2 separate regions of the Rattus norvegicus genome follow, and region 2 is linked to region 1. Evidence: chromatin contacts called from public Hi-C data. All regions are on one chromosome and are shown on one strand. The core of a region is the stretch at or near the end of the contact, and the rest is flanking DNA. Distances in the headings are between cores, read along the strand shown. Region 1 holds the start of Ptpn1 (protein tyrosine phosphatase, non-receptor type 1). Region 2 overlaps Ripor3 (RIPOR family member 3).

Evidence for each region. A called contact is a pair of places that touch in the nucleus more often than the background predicts.
Region 2: a contact with region 1 is called in a Hi-C map of liver, with 2.1 times the contacts expected there. The contact joins the enhancer-like site here to the promoter of Ptpn1 in region 1. A contact is called at or near these places in 3 of 12 Hi-C or Micro-C datasets (kidney, liver and mammary epithelial cells).

Annotation. Positions count from the first base shown.
Region 1 is chr3:177,054,295-177,060,156 of GRCr8, forward strand. It overlaps Ptpn1 (protein tyrosine phosphatase, non-receptor type 1), which reads left to right and starts at 3,439. Exons shown (of 9, transcript NM_012637.2): 1 at 3,439-3,578. The coding sequence starts at 3,516.
Region 2 is chr3:177,107,322-177,113,183 of GRCr8, forward strand. It overlaps Ripor3 (RIPOR family member 3), which reads right to left. Exons shown (of 22, transcript XM_006235650.5): 15 at 5,159-5,282; 16 at 4,598-4,733; 17 at 4,026-4,187; 18 at 3,267-3,428; 19 at 2,579-2,781; 20 at 2,301-2,384; 21 at 1,027-1,117; 22 at 1-669. The coding sequence ends at 572. Among named protein-coding and RNA genes, the nearest start is that of Ptpn1, 53 kb to the left of the region's middle. Within about 2 kb of position 2,345, at least 4 of the 93 cell types and tissues checked have an H3K27ac peak or open chromatin away from gene starts, as enhancers often do. A contact at or near this core is called in liver, where this site is marked.

The DNA of each region.
Region 1 (5,862 bases), core at 2,189-4,688:
GTGCCCAAACATATTTTGGGCATGCACATGCGTGCATGTGTACGTGTTCAAGTGCAAGTGCATGCATGCATGCAAAACGCGCAAGTGTGTGTAAGAGTGTGTGTCTGGGTGTGTGCTCACAGGCGTGCCTGAAGAGGCACTGATCCCCCCAGAATTGGAATTACAGACGATTGTGAGACATTTTGTGGGTGCCGGGGATCTAACAGTGGTCCTCTGCAAGAGCAATAAGCGCTCCTAACCACAAAGCCATCTCTCCAGCCCTGGACCAGGCATTTTTTTCTAAGCAGAATGACAAAGCGGGTGTTTTCCTCTGGAAGGCATCACCATGTCTGGCGCTGATATATGGAGAGTGGATGTGAGACACTGATACGTGGCCTCTCCTTCAGGGTTAGTACTTCTCATGGGGTTTCATTGTCTGCCACTTCAGTGGGTTAAGTGGGGCCCCTAAGAAGTCACGTCACCACTGTGACCTTATTTGGGAAAACAGTCTTTGCAAACGTCACTGACTTAGGGGTCTCCGGAGAAGATCTGGATCTACTGGACTGGCCACTTAACATCTGGGACACAACGACAAGTGTTCTTACAGAATAGACAGCGTCAGACAGGAGGAGCTAGAGAGGCCCTGTGAAGATCAGGCAAGGGTGACGCCTGTCAGAGCTAGAAGAGGCAGAGAAGGGCTTCGTGCATCAGCAGTCAAGTCTGGGGCCTTGTGATCAGTGACTAACTGCGCCCAGTGACACAGGCCTGTCATCCCAGCTATTCAGGAGGCTGAGGCAGGAGGACAAAAGTTCAAGGCCTATGGAGGCACTTTAGAAAAACTGTGTCAAGCCTGAGTAACATTTGAGCTACTGGGACCCCACCTCCCGAGAGTCGCTTGCATAGGGAACTACTTTCATTAGGCAACCTCCAAATGTGGGGTCCCCAAAATTTTCACCAGGATAGTCAACTTTAATGTTCTTAGTGAAGCACTCTCTTTCTAAGGATGTTGCTTATCAGACCAGCTGTCTTTATTCAGTAGGAATTAATAGGCTCCCTGGGTGAAGCTGCCAAGTTTGAGGGCTTGAGTTTGAGTCCCTGGGTGTCACAGAACAGAAGAAGAAAGTCAATTCTAGCAAGTTGTCCTCCATCTGACCTCAAAATGCGTCCTGTGGCACACATATAATTAATTTTAATGGGCAAAAGAAATTAAATCTACCTACCTGTTTGCTACTGTTTGAAAAGTGGCTGAGCCCCTCGATACAGTAAGCCCATCTTCCCGTCTTGTGAGGTAGACAGTCATTTCTCTTCTACAGTGGAGAAGACCAGGATGGAAAGCTTTTTTTAAAAAGAATTATATATATATATATATATATATATATATATATATATATATATATATACTCTTCCGACCAACGGACCGTCAGGCTAGAACCCAGTCCCCCTTCCCATCTATCAGACTGTCTTGTTTGTGGCTTTTTGAGACAGGGTTTTGCTCTGTACCAGGCACTTACCGTGTAGACAAGGCTAGCCTTGAATTCTCCATGATCCTCCTGCCTCAGCTTCTCAAGTGCTAGGAATACAGACAGGTTCAGGTGCTTAGCCCTGCTTGGCAATGCTACCTTAGACAGGTACTTTGTCTCTGCTTGGCTCTGGTCAGCCCTAAGATGAGAATCAAAATGCCTCTGTGAGAAGACGGATGTGGAGAATAAATGAAAACAGGGCCTTTGCTTACCACAGCACTGGGAGAGCAAACTGGAAGTCACTCAGTCACACCGGGAACCAGTGCTGGCACAGGACACTGATCCAGCCTAAGTCTGCCTTTCTATCCTATGGTGAGTCCAGAATGGATGTTTACAACTCCAAGTTCCAGTTAAGTTTCTCCAGGGAAGGCAATCCTATCCTTCACATATACTTGAAGGAGCCCATGCACCAGAACCATCACTCAATGCTCACCCAGGGCAGTCTGAACATACCCCAGAAATTTCACCTGGATGACTTCAGTGAGGAAGATTCTTTATTCTGTTAAACAAGTTTTTAAATTTATTTGTATGAAGGTTTTGTATGCATGTATGTACGGTAGTATGGTATCACATGTATACCCTGTGCCCTTGAAGATCAGAAGAGAGCCTAGAACTGGAGTTAGAGTGGTTATGAGCCACCATCAAGCCCCAAGGAAGATTTTCTCTTTTTGTTGTTTTTTTGTTTTGAGACATTGTGTATCTGGCTGTCCCGGAACTCACTATGTAGACCAGGCTAGCCTGGAACTGGAACTCAAGAGAACCCTTGTTTCTGTCTGGAGAGTAAAGAGGTTTTTTTTTTTTTTTTTTTTTTTTTTTGAGTAAAGAGTTTAAAGTCAAGTGCCACCACATCCGGTCAGGATTTTCTTGATACTGCGGAAAGACAGAAAACTAGCACATGTCCCATTGGTTCCTCCTGCCAGGGTAAAAATCCCATGGACTTTCCAAAGTTTCGGGAGAGCAGGGTGGGCAGCTGGGTGTTGACACTTGTCCAAAACTCGGTAGACTGAGGAAGGCAGATCCGGAGCTGGAGGCTGGCCTGGGCTACGTAAGGAATTCCAGGCCAGCTCGGGCTACCGAGTGATTCACTGTCTAAAACAAACACTCTGCTTGCTGGGATGTGGCCCGATTGTGTCCTTGCATGCATGGAGCGCTGGTTTATCTCCTCCCCCCCACCCGCCCCCCGCAATGCATGTCTGTGATTCCAAGATGTGGGAGGTGGAGGCAGGAAGATCATCCTTTGCCTGACGGCAAATAAGAGGTTATCTTTGGCCTGACAGCAAGTGGGAGGCCAGCCTGGAATAGCGTGACCCTGAGTTAAAAATAAAGAGCGGAGCCCGAAGTGATGGGACACACCTTTAATCTCAGAACTCGGAAAAGAGGCAGCCGGATTTATGAGTTCGAGGCTGGTATTGGTCTGCAGAGCAAGTTTGAGGACATCGGGCTACGAAGAGAAACCCTGTCTCGAAAAACCAAGTCAAAAGAAGTAAATGAATAAATAAAAGAAAAACAGATAGAACGGGACAGGAAACGCCGCTCCCACTCAACCGCCCAGTTCGAGGCCACGCCCTCGACGCCTGACTCAAACGGCTGGCTCGGGGCTCGAAATCAAGATACGCCCCCAGCCCCGCCTTGGCCCACGCGTCCTAGGCGCGCCGCCGGGGGTCGCTTGGGCAACGGGCGCGCGCCGGCCGGAGTGGGGAACCCGGGAAGCCGCACGCGGCGCGCGCAGCAGGTCACCTCCTCCGGCTCAGGCCTTTTCCACTAAGCCCCTCCCCCGCCCCGCCCCCGCGGAAGTGCCGGCAAGCCTCTTCGCTTTCTGACTGGTCCTCCGGTGCAGAGGGCGGAGCTCGCGGTGAGGCGGGGGTGCGTACTTCCGGCTGCCGGCTTGACATGCAGAAGCCGCTGCTGGGGAGGTTGGGGCTGAGGTGGTGGCGGGCGACGGGCCTCGAGACGCGGAGCGACGCGGCCTAGCGCGGCGGACGGCCGAGGGAACTCGGGCAGTCGTCCCGTCCCGCCATGGAAATGGAGAAGGAATTCGAGCAGATCGATAAGGCTGGGAACTGGGCGGCTATTTACCAGGTGCGGAGCCGGGGACCCTTAGGCCGCGCCGTCTCCCCGACCCTCCCGGTTTAGGGGACCCCTGTCGCGCGTCCTCGCCGCCCTAGACCCCACTTGGGGCTCGCGGCCCTTGCGACACCCCCACTCGCCAATATCTCACCGCGGTCCGTGTCTTCTCCGAGCCCCCCCAACCCGACCCCAACATGGCCCAGCCACCCTTTGTCCCCACTAGTCCACACCCCTGCCGCTTCCTTGTCTGGACCGGACCACCTCAGGTCCTCTTCCTTTGTCTCCTGGGGAGGAGGGTGGGCTCGCCGACACCCCCCGCCCGCGCACATTTCACTTCCTCAGACCTCAGTGTGCGGTCGTGGAGGCCCCTGGATGACAGCCCCCTTACTCCTTCCTGCCCATTCATTTGTTAGACGTGAGCTGGAGAGTCTGTTCGGTGCTAGGCGTTGGAGATGGTGTGTGTTAAACGCCACCGTAGACCTACCCTACCTCCCAGAGAGGCTTGTAGTCATACAGACACTCAAATACTGATCATTGCAGCTGGTGACAAGTGTTGAGAAGAGAAAGACCCGTTCCGGTGGAGGGTCTGCTGCCTTGTCGAGGGGATCACGGCGGGGCTGCTAGGGAAGGAGACTTGCCCTTTGAATAGAGCAAGGAGTGGCAAGCCAGGAGGGTAGGGGACACGAAGGGCACACAGAACCCATTCCTATAGCTGCCTGAACCTCTCTAAATGGCCTCTTTCCTTGTCGTTTATCCTTTGATCGTGGGCTGAGATGGTTTCTGTTTTCTGAGATCCGGTCCACTTGAGAGGTTCTGGGGGTTCATAAATAAAGTATTATGAAAGTAGGGTTTTCCCTCCTCTATGTATGAAACAGCGAATTGAAAACGCAAAGATGTCTTTACAAGCAGCTAAGTCCTCTAAAGAAAATAAGTCTTCTGATTAAATGTCAGTGCGGGGGTTGTGAGGATTAACCAAAACCACACTCGCCAGGCATCTTAAATAAGCATGTGCAAAGTAGATCCTGTTCCTTGTGTAAAGAGAGCAGGCTGTTTATTCTGCTTTCAGCTTATGGGTTCAAAAGACAGCGGGTGAGACCCATCAGCTGGAGAATTGAAATCTATTTTGAGCTTCACTTAGGAAAGTAGAAAGCCTCAGGCTGTTGTTTGGTGTTCTTGACTGACAAAACCTTTTTTGGGGTGGCCTTGATTTCTAGATTCCTTGACTGAGTTCTTTTTACTCGGGCCTTGATGTGCGTCAGCTTTCTGGGGGCTGATATATATTTATAGCTAGTGTAATCTGTGTAAGTAGATAGATCAATAGTAACGTTTGTACTGTCTAGCCTTCGAATTGGCTGGACAGATTCCACTAAGGAGTCAGATCTGTGGGCAGATTTTCTATATCAGATTAAATGCAAGTGGGTCCCAGAGTAACAACAGCGCATGAAGACTGTCATGTAAGCCACTCTGAAGTGTGGAGGTGGTAGGTTAAACAGACCATCCCAAGTGGAGACAGTTGAATCTTTAATGCTGAAACAGACGATTTGGTAACAAATTTGCATCATAAATAAGTTATGGTAGAATTTTTTTTTTTTTTTAGATGTTAGGTCAGAGTGGCCTGCCCTGACATCTAAGCCTTGTTAAAGTTGTGTTAAGATTGTTGTTGGCGCAGAGAGGGCTGGCTTTGAAATCTGTTTTCTTCGTTCTTCTCCAATTTCTGCTCCACACTTAAGCCCCACAAGTTAAGTAGGATGTCAGCCTAGTCACAAGTGCTTGCACCTTGGGCTTTCCTAGTGTGGGTATTTTATGCTCTTTCTCTCTTCTTTTTGTTTTTCTAGAGATGGTCTCTCTGTGTAGCCCTGGCAGTCCTGGAACGTGCTCTGTAGCCCAGGCTGGCTTTGAACTCATGGAGATCCTCTTGCCTCTGTTTCTGGAGTGCAGGGATTAAAGAAGTGTGCCACCATAGTTTCTAAGACAGTTATGGAAGTACTTCCCTTGTTTTACATTTTAAAAGTAGCCTTTTGTCTTACAACTGTGACCTTTTTGTTGTTATTGTTTTATTTTGTCTTTTAGTTTTTGCTCAAGACAGGGTTTCTCTATGTAACAGGTCTTGGCTGTTTTGGAGTTTTTGCAGACCAGGTTGGCCTCAGACTCAGAAATCTGCCCAACTGCCTCCAGAGTGCTAGGATCAAAGATGTGTGTCACCACACTGGCTTCAGTTGTGCCACTTTTTAAAACCAGCATTTGAATGACCTTGGCTGAATCTGAAGCTAGTTTTCTAAGATAAAGGCTAATTTAT
Region 2 (5,862 bases), core at 1,095-3,594, 52 kb after region 1:
CTATGTCAGCCCTGAGAACCCCCTCGTGGGCATCTCAGACGCCAGCGTGGAGTGCTCTATTCACTTAAGTAGGAAACCCCTCGTGGGTATCTAACCCATCATGAGTCTCCCCAGCCGCTGCAGTGAAAACCTCCTCAGGTCTGAGCATTCATCCAAGGGCCCAGGCTGCCATGGAAGTGGACCTGCCTACTGGGAAGCTGCCACAGCCCTGTTTGTCAGACCAGTTCTGTCCCAGCTGAGGGTATGCAGGGAGCTCATACCCCATGCATGTCTGTCACCTTGCCCTGGATCCTCGATCCTCAAGACAGTGCCTGGCACTGTACCCCAGGATGGCAAAAACAGCATTTGGCGGAGGCCACAGCCTTAGAGGTCCCACATACCACTTGTGCCTGCTCTGTGAGTACATGACTGTTATCCCTGCGCTGAGGACCCAGTCTCAGGTAACTGTCCTGACCAGCTCACACTTGGGAGGGAGTGGCTTGGATGCTCCATCCAAATCCTGGGCACTGTGGAGGCCAGGCAGCATGAAAGGAAGAAAGAGGCCAGATTTGAGCTCATCGAGCACGGCTTCTTAAAAAATTGTGATCTCAACATCCGCTTCCTGACAGAAGGCTTCTTGTTCTGCGTGTAGTTTGTCCATCTTCTCAAAAGCTAGGCGGCCTTTCTCACCTGGAATGCAGAGGTGTTTGTCACTGGCTTGTCACCATCTTGGTGTCTCTAGAGGAGTAGGGCAGTAGTGCTTGGGGGGGTCCCTTGCTCCTGCTGATGACTGAGCAGGAACAGTCTCCAATGATGGAGACCTGGGCTCTAGCCTGACTTTGCCCTGCCCTCCATTTGCCAAGAGCCATAAAATGCAAAAGAGTTACATCCTGGCGACCAGCCTGCTGTGAAGGTAGCCTGCCCTGGCCAGGGGCTGCTCAGCATAGGATGGCCTGCAGCAGGGTCCCTAGCAGCCTGGTACTGACAGCTGAGGTGGCCTCAACCCTCTCCACTAGAACCTTGGGGACCCACTGGGCTACACTTTACCAAACGACAGTGTTGCTTCCCGTGCTGCGGCTCGCACGGCCTCCAGGTCAGACTGACATAGACTGACAATCTGTTCAATGCTTTCAACGCCCTGTAAGGTCAGGAGAAAAAGGGAGGGCTTAAGCAGCAGACAGACCTACCTCACTGTTGTCCCTGCAGTGCCAAACCCAGCATGTCCTCAAGGCCCTTCAGCACTTTAGGAAGTCTCTTCCCACCCCAGTGCAGGCCTGCAAGCAAGGCCACCAGCAGCAGCTCTGTGAACACCATCTAACAACCCAGCTGCCGTCTGGGACTTGCTAACTGGAACTCTCCTCTTCTTGGAGAACCAGAGCCTGATTGCCACACTCAGGGCTCCCACAAGACTTCTGACTCCTTCACCTAGCACCTGAGTCTCACCAGCCTCTGAGGACCTTTTGGGACATCACTGAGCAAGTGAAGTCACTGGGTTCCCTCTACACTGAGCTAGCTCCCACATAGAAGTAGGTAACAAGTTTATACAAAGGCAGAGGCAGATTCCCAGCATGGGAGTGCAGGGAGAAAATGGGGAAGGCAGGGCTCACAGGCCTTGAAGCCCACATGTCTCCAGTCCCAGAAGTTAAGCTGGAGCCCAGATTTATTTTATTTATTAATATATATAAGCACACTGTAGCTGTCTTCAGACACACCAGAGGAAGGCATCAGATCTCATTACAGATGGCTGTGAGCCACCATGTGGTTGCTGGGATTTGAACTCAGGACCTCTGGAAGAGCAGTCAGTGCTCTCTCCAGCCCCCCAGGATGGCTTTTAACAAACCTATTCACATAGTGAATAGGGTTTTTTGTTTGTTTTTGTTTTGTTTTGTTTTGAGATAGGGTCTCACCATTTGGCCTAAGCTGGCCTGGATCACAGGTATGTGCCAATACACCTGGATTTGTTTTCAGTGCACGAAAACTACTTTTGTGTGTGCGTGTGTGACCCTGAAGAGATTAGACATGTGCATGCGCGCGCGCACACACACACACACACACACACCTCCACACACAATGGACAAAACCAGAGCGAACAGGTGCTGTCTGCATTCCTGTTCAACTGGAGAGGAAGTCCTTTGGTGTGGGGACCTCTGCTGTTGGAGTCTGAGAGCTGGACGTTACTTGAAGTCCTCTTGCTGCTGGTGAAACCCTTTACCGCCCCACCATCCCATCCCTTGTCCCAGTGAAAACATTTCAAGCTGTTGCTGCTGTTTTGGCCCTCACCACTGATGGCCTCCTGTCACTCCTGAGGACAAGGAACTCACCCCGAGCTGCTGCAGAGCCATGCACGCCGCCTGCTGGAGCTTGGAGTCACTGTCATTTAAGGCATTGGTGTAGTATAGCAGGGCCTGAGGAAGAAGACCAGGATTGGACAGAGCTGGCATGACAGAGTGGGCAGGGCAGGCATAGGTCCCCAGCTGGGTAGAGCACTCTGCATACGCCCCAGTGACCCAGACTCAGCCCTTCTCCAAGCAAAGCTTGGGGTGAGACCTGTCAATCTGCCCAGCTGTATTGTCAGGTGGATTACCCCAAGATTGATCACCTTTTCCCGGAAGCGCTTGTTCCTGGCCGCGCTGGCCAGTCGCATTCTGGCAGCCCTGCACAGCCTCGGGGGTCCGTCCAGCTGCAGCCGGGCCCAGGCTTGAAGCGTCTGGGGCAATGGCTGCAGCTGGCTTAGACGCTTCCCGTGCAGCTTCCTCAGGGCCTTGGCTGGGCCCGCACAGTTCAGTTCCTCAATGAGAGTAACTGGAAGACAGGAAGAGGCAGGTGCTGTTGGTTGAGGCTTAGCCACTTCAGTCACATAGGGAACTCCAAGGCGGGCATCACCACGTCCCGACAAACATTTCCAAAAGTGGGTCAGACACGCCTTACAAATGAGCAGAACCACAGGCTGGCCTTGGCACAATGGTATACACCTGTAATCCTAGCACTTGGGAGGCTGAGGCATGAGGATGGTGAGATTGAGGTTGGTCTGTGCTACATAGTGAGACCCTGATTCAAAAAGAAACCAGAATAAGCCCAGGCGTCTAGGCTGCCTCCTCTCTCTGGAGCTGTTCTGGACCGTTCACCTCCCTCTCTTAATTTCCACCATAGCAGGCTGTGTTGTCACTCGATCTGATCTCAGTTTTGACAGAGGGAGAGTTACAGGGGCTCCCGAGTTGTGGCCCAAACCAGAGTGGGACAGGGTATGCTGTAACTCGCTTCCAGATTGCCACGCCACCAGGCCCTACCTTCCTTGGTGAGCTGAGTGAGGTGTTTCTCCAAGTCAGAGATGTTCTGCCGCTGCAGGTAGCTGTGGAACTGGAACCAGGTGACCACCTGCTCGTCCTGGAGCCCTGCTGTGACAAATAGCCCGCCACAGCCCAGCACCTGCTCCAGGAGCCTGCGACACACTGACAGAGAAGGGCCGTGAGCGGAGCCGAGGCCTCTCAATAAATAGGTCTGTGTCCGATGAAAGGGACTCAGGGAAAGGGGAGCCCAGGGGAGCCCCCTTAGAGCAGGCAGACTCCTGGTTCTAGAACCTTCCCTAGCCCAGAAGTTGGTAGCACTTGCCAATAAGGTTCAATTTGACTCAACTCTAACCCCTTTCCTATCTTTTCGTTCTTTATTTGACAAGGAAAAGGGGCATGCCAGCTAGCCACCAACCACCACAGTGGGCTCTGAACCCCAGGGCCGGAGCCTTGGAAACACACATGGTAACCAGCAGTCCAGAGAGTGGGATGAGCTTCCAGACTTCAGACGCTGCTTGCTCACCCCACAGGAAGTGCTACAGCTGCCTTCAGGAAGTGTCCAGCCTGATATCAGGACTCCTAGATGGCACATGCTTGCCCCCCTCCCTCTAAGAACCCTCGAAGGCTTGGTGGAAGGCACAGGGATTCACAGCCTGCTTTCCCAGGGGCAAGGCAGCGAAGATGCACAGAGATAGGACCCCAGCTGCAGCACTGCCGTTCCCCCCTCTACCCCCTGGGATCGGGCAAGGAGGGCACTACCTATTTCCAGCTGGCCCGGGTACTTTCCTCGGACGCGATGTAGGAATGTCTTCTTGAGCTGGCTCAGGAGTGTGGAGGCAGGGCAGGCCAGGACTCCACCAGGCTGTGTGCATCCCTGCCACAGTGCCAGGCCACCCTTCCTTTGAGATGCCTGTGGGATGACTGAGAGCCAGCAGCTGCTCAGCAGCCTGGGCAGGAGCAATCAGGAGCACCAGAAACCCCTCCACGAGGACCCAAGGTTGGAAGTGAGGCCAGGAGACCCAATACAGGGACCTCCTCTCAGGCCCGTGTCACCCCAAGGAATGGTCTTGGCTCCAAGCATCTTCCTAGTGCCTGCTCACAAGATCAGTCACTCACTGCCATCCTGACTAGGAGACTGGACTCCCCAGACAGGTCCTCAGAACCGAGGTGACAGCCATTGCTCAGAGGGGGCACCAGCGTGTGGGTGGGACTGGCTTCAGTGAACCAGCAGTGGCTTTGCCAGTATACAAATGTGCAAGCCCATGTAATCTGCCCATCAGTGGGAGAGGGAGGGAGGCAAGGCCTTGGGCGTGTGCCCGGTGGATACTTACTCTCTTCAACCGACTTGGCCTTGCTGACCTGCTCAAGGTCAAGGTCTGAAAGCACTTCCAGAACCTGTCTTTGCTGCACCGCTTCCTCCAGGAGGCAATCCTGCACCATCCTTGACAAATTAGGGGAGGCCAGTTTCTAGAATCAGCGAGAAACTCAGGTCACCCTACAAGTACATCTCTGCCCACAACCACTCATAGCTGTCCTGTCCTGGAGGAAGCTTCTAGACCATGACCGAAACTCCTTCTCTTCACTAAGCTGAGCTGCCAGGGTCAACCCACCCAAGTCGAGCCAGACATCACAAAGCAGTGGAAAGATGGCTGGCATCTGATCTCAGGGCCTTCACACCCCCGGGAGCAGCACGGCCTGAGGCCCACCTCGATACTTCCTGAGATCGGGCCAATCTGGATCGATGCTGTACATCAGAACCACCCACTTGGTTTCAGGGTTCGGCTCCTGTCACAGAGCCCCCATGACTCTCAGGGTAGGTTCCTGTCACCTGACTGAGGCGTTTCGCTGCCTTTGGACCCAGCCCCCACCCTGGCCAGGCCCCACCCAGACACCTGAAGCAAGGCTTTGCAGACTTGAAGGTGGACAGTAAGCAGTGTGTCCAGCTCAGGGGTACCGGCTGTGAGTTCGCTAGGCGAGACCTTCAGTGATGGCCGTGGAGGTGGGGGGCTGTCCCTCCTGAGAGACAAAAGAACTGAGTGACCATTAGATTAGCCAAGGGATTCCTTTCCTGTCACCTCCCCCCACCTCAGCTCCAGATCAGAGACTGGGCTCCTCAATAAGAACGAGAGAGAGAGAGAGAGAGAGAGAGAGAGAGAGAGAGAGAGAGAGAGAGAGAGAACAGGACATCGAACAGAAGGGCAGGGCTTCCCAGGGGACCTGAGGCTGTGACTCCCTCTGGGTGGTTGGCAGAGCCTCCTTTTGCTCTTCTGTGAAGTGGGCAGGAAGACTAGACCCAGGGCTAGAATCATGGCTCACAGGGTAGATCTGAGTCCCACCAAGGCCCGACTGGCTTGCCACACTCGGGAAGGTAGCAGACTTGGGATGTCCCCTGTGGGACCACCGGATTAAAGAAAGAGGTGGAGACTGGGGATTAGAAGTGGCCCTCATGGGGTAGGGGATTTAGCTCAGTGGTAGACCGCTTGCCTAGCAAGCGCAAGGCCCTGGGTTTGGTCCCCAGCTCCGAAAAAAAGAAAAAAAAAAAAAAAAAAAAAAAGAAGAAGTGGCCCTCATCGGGGTAGGTGGTAAGACAGAGATA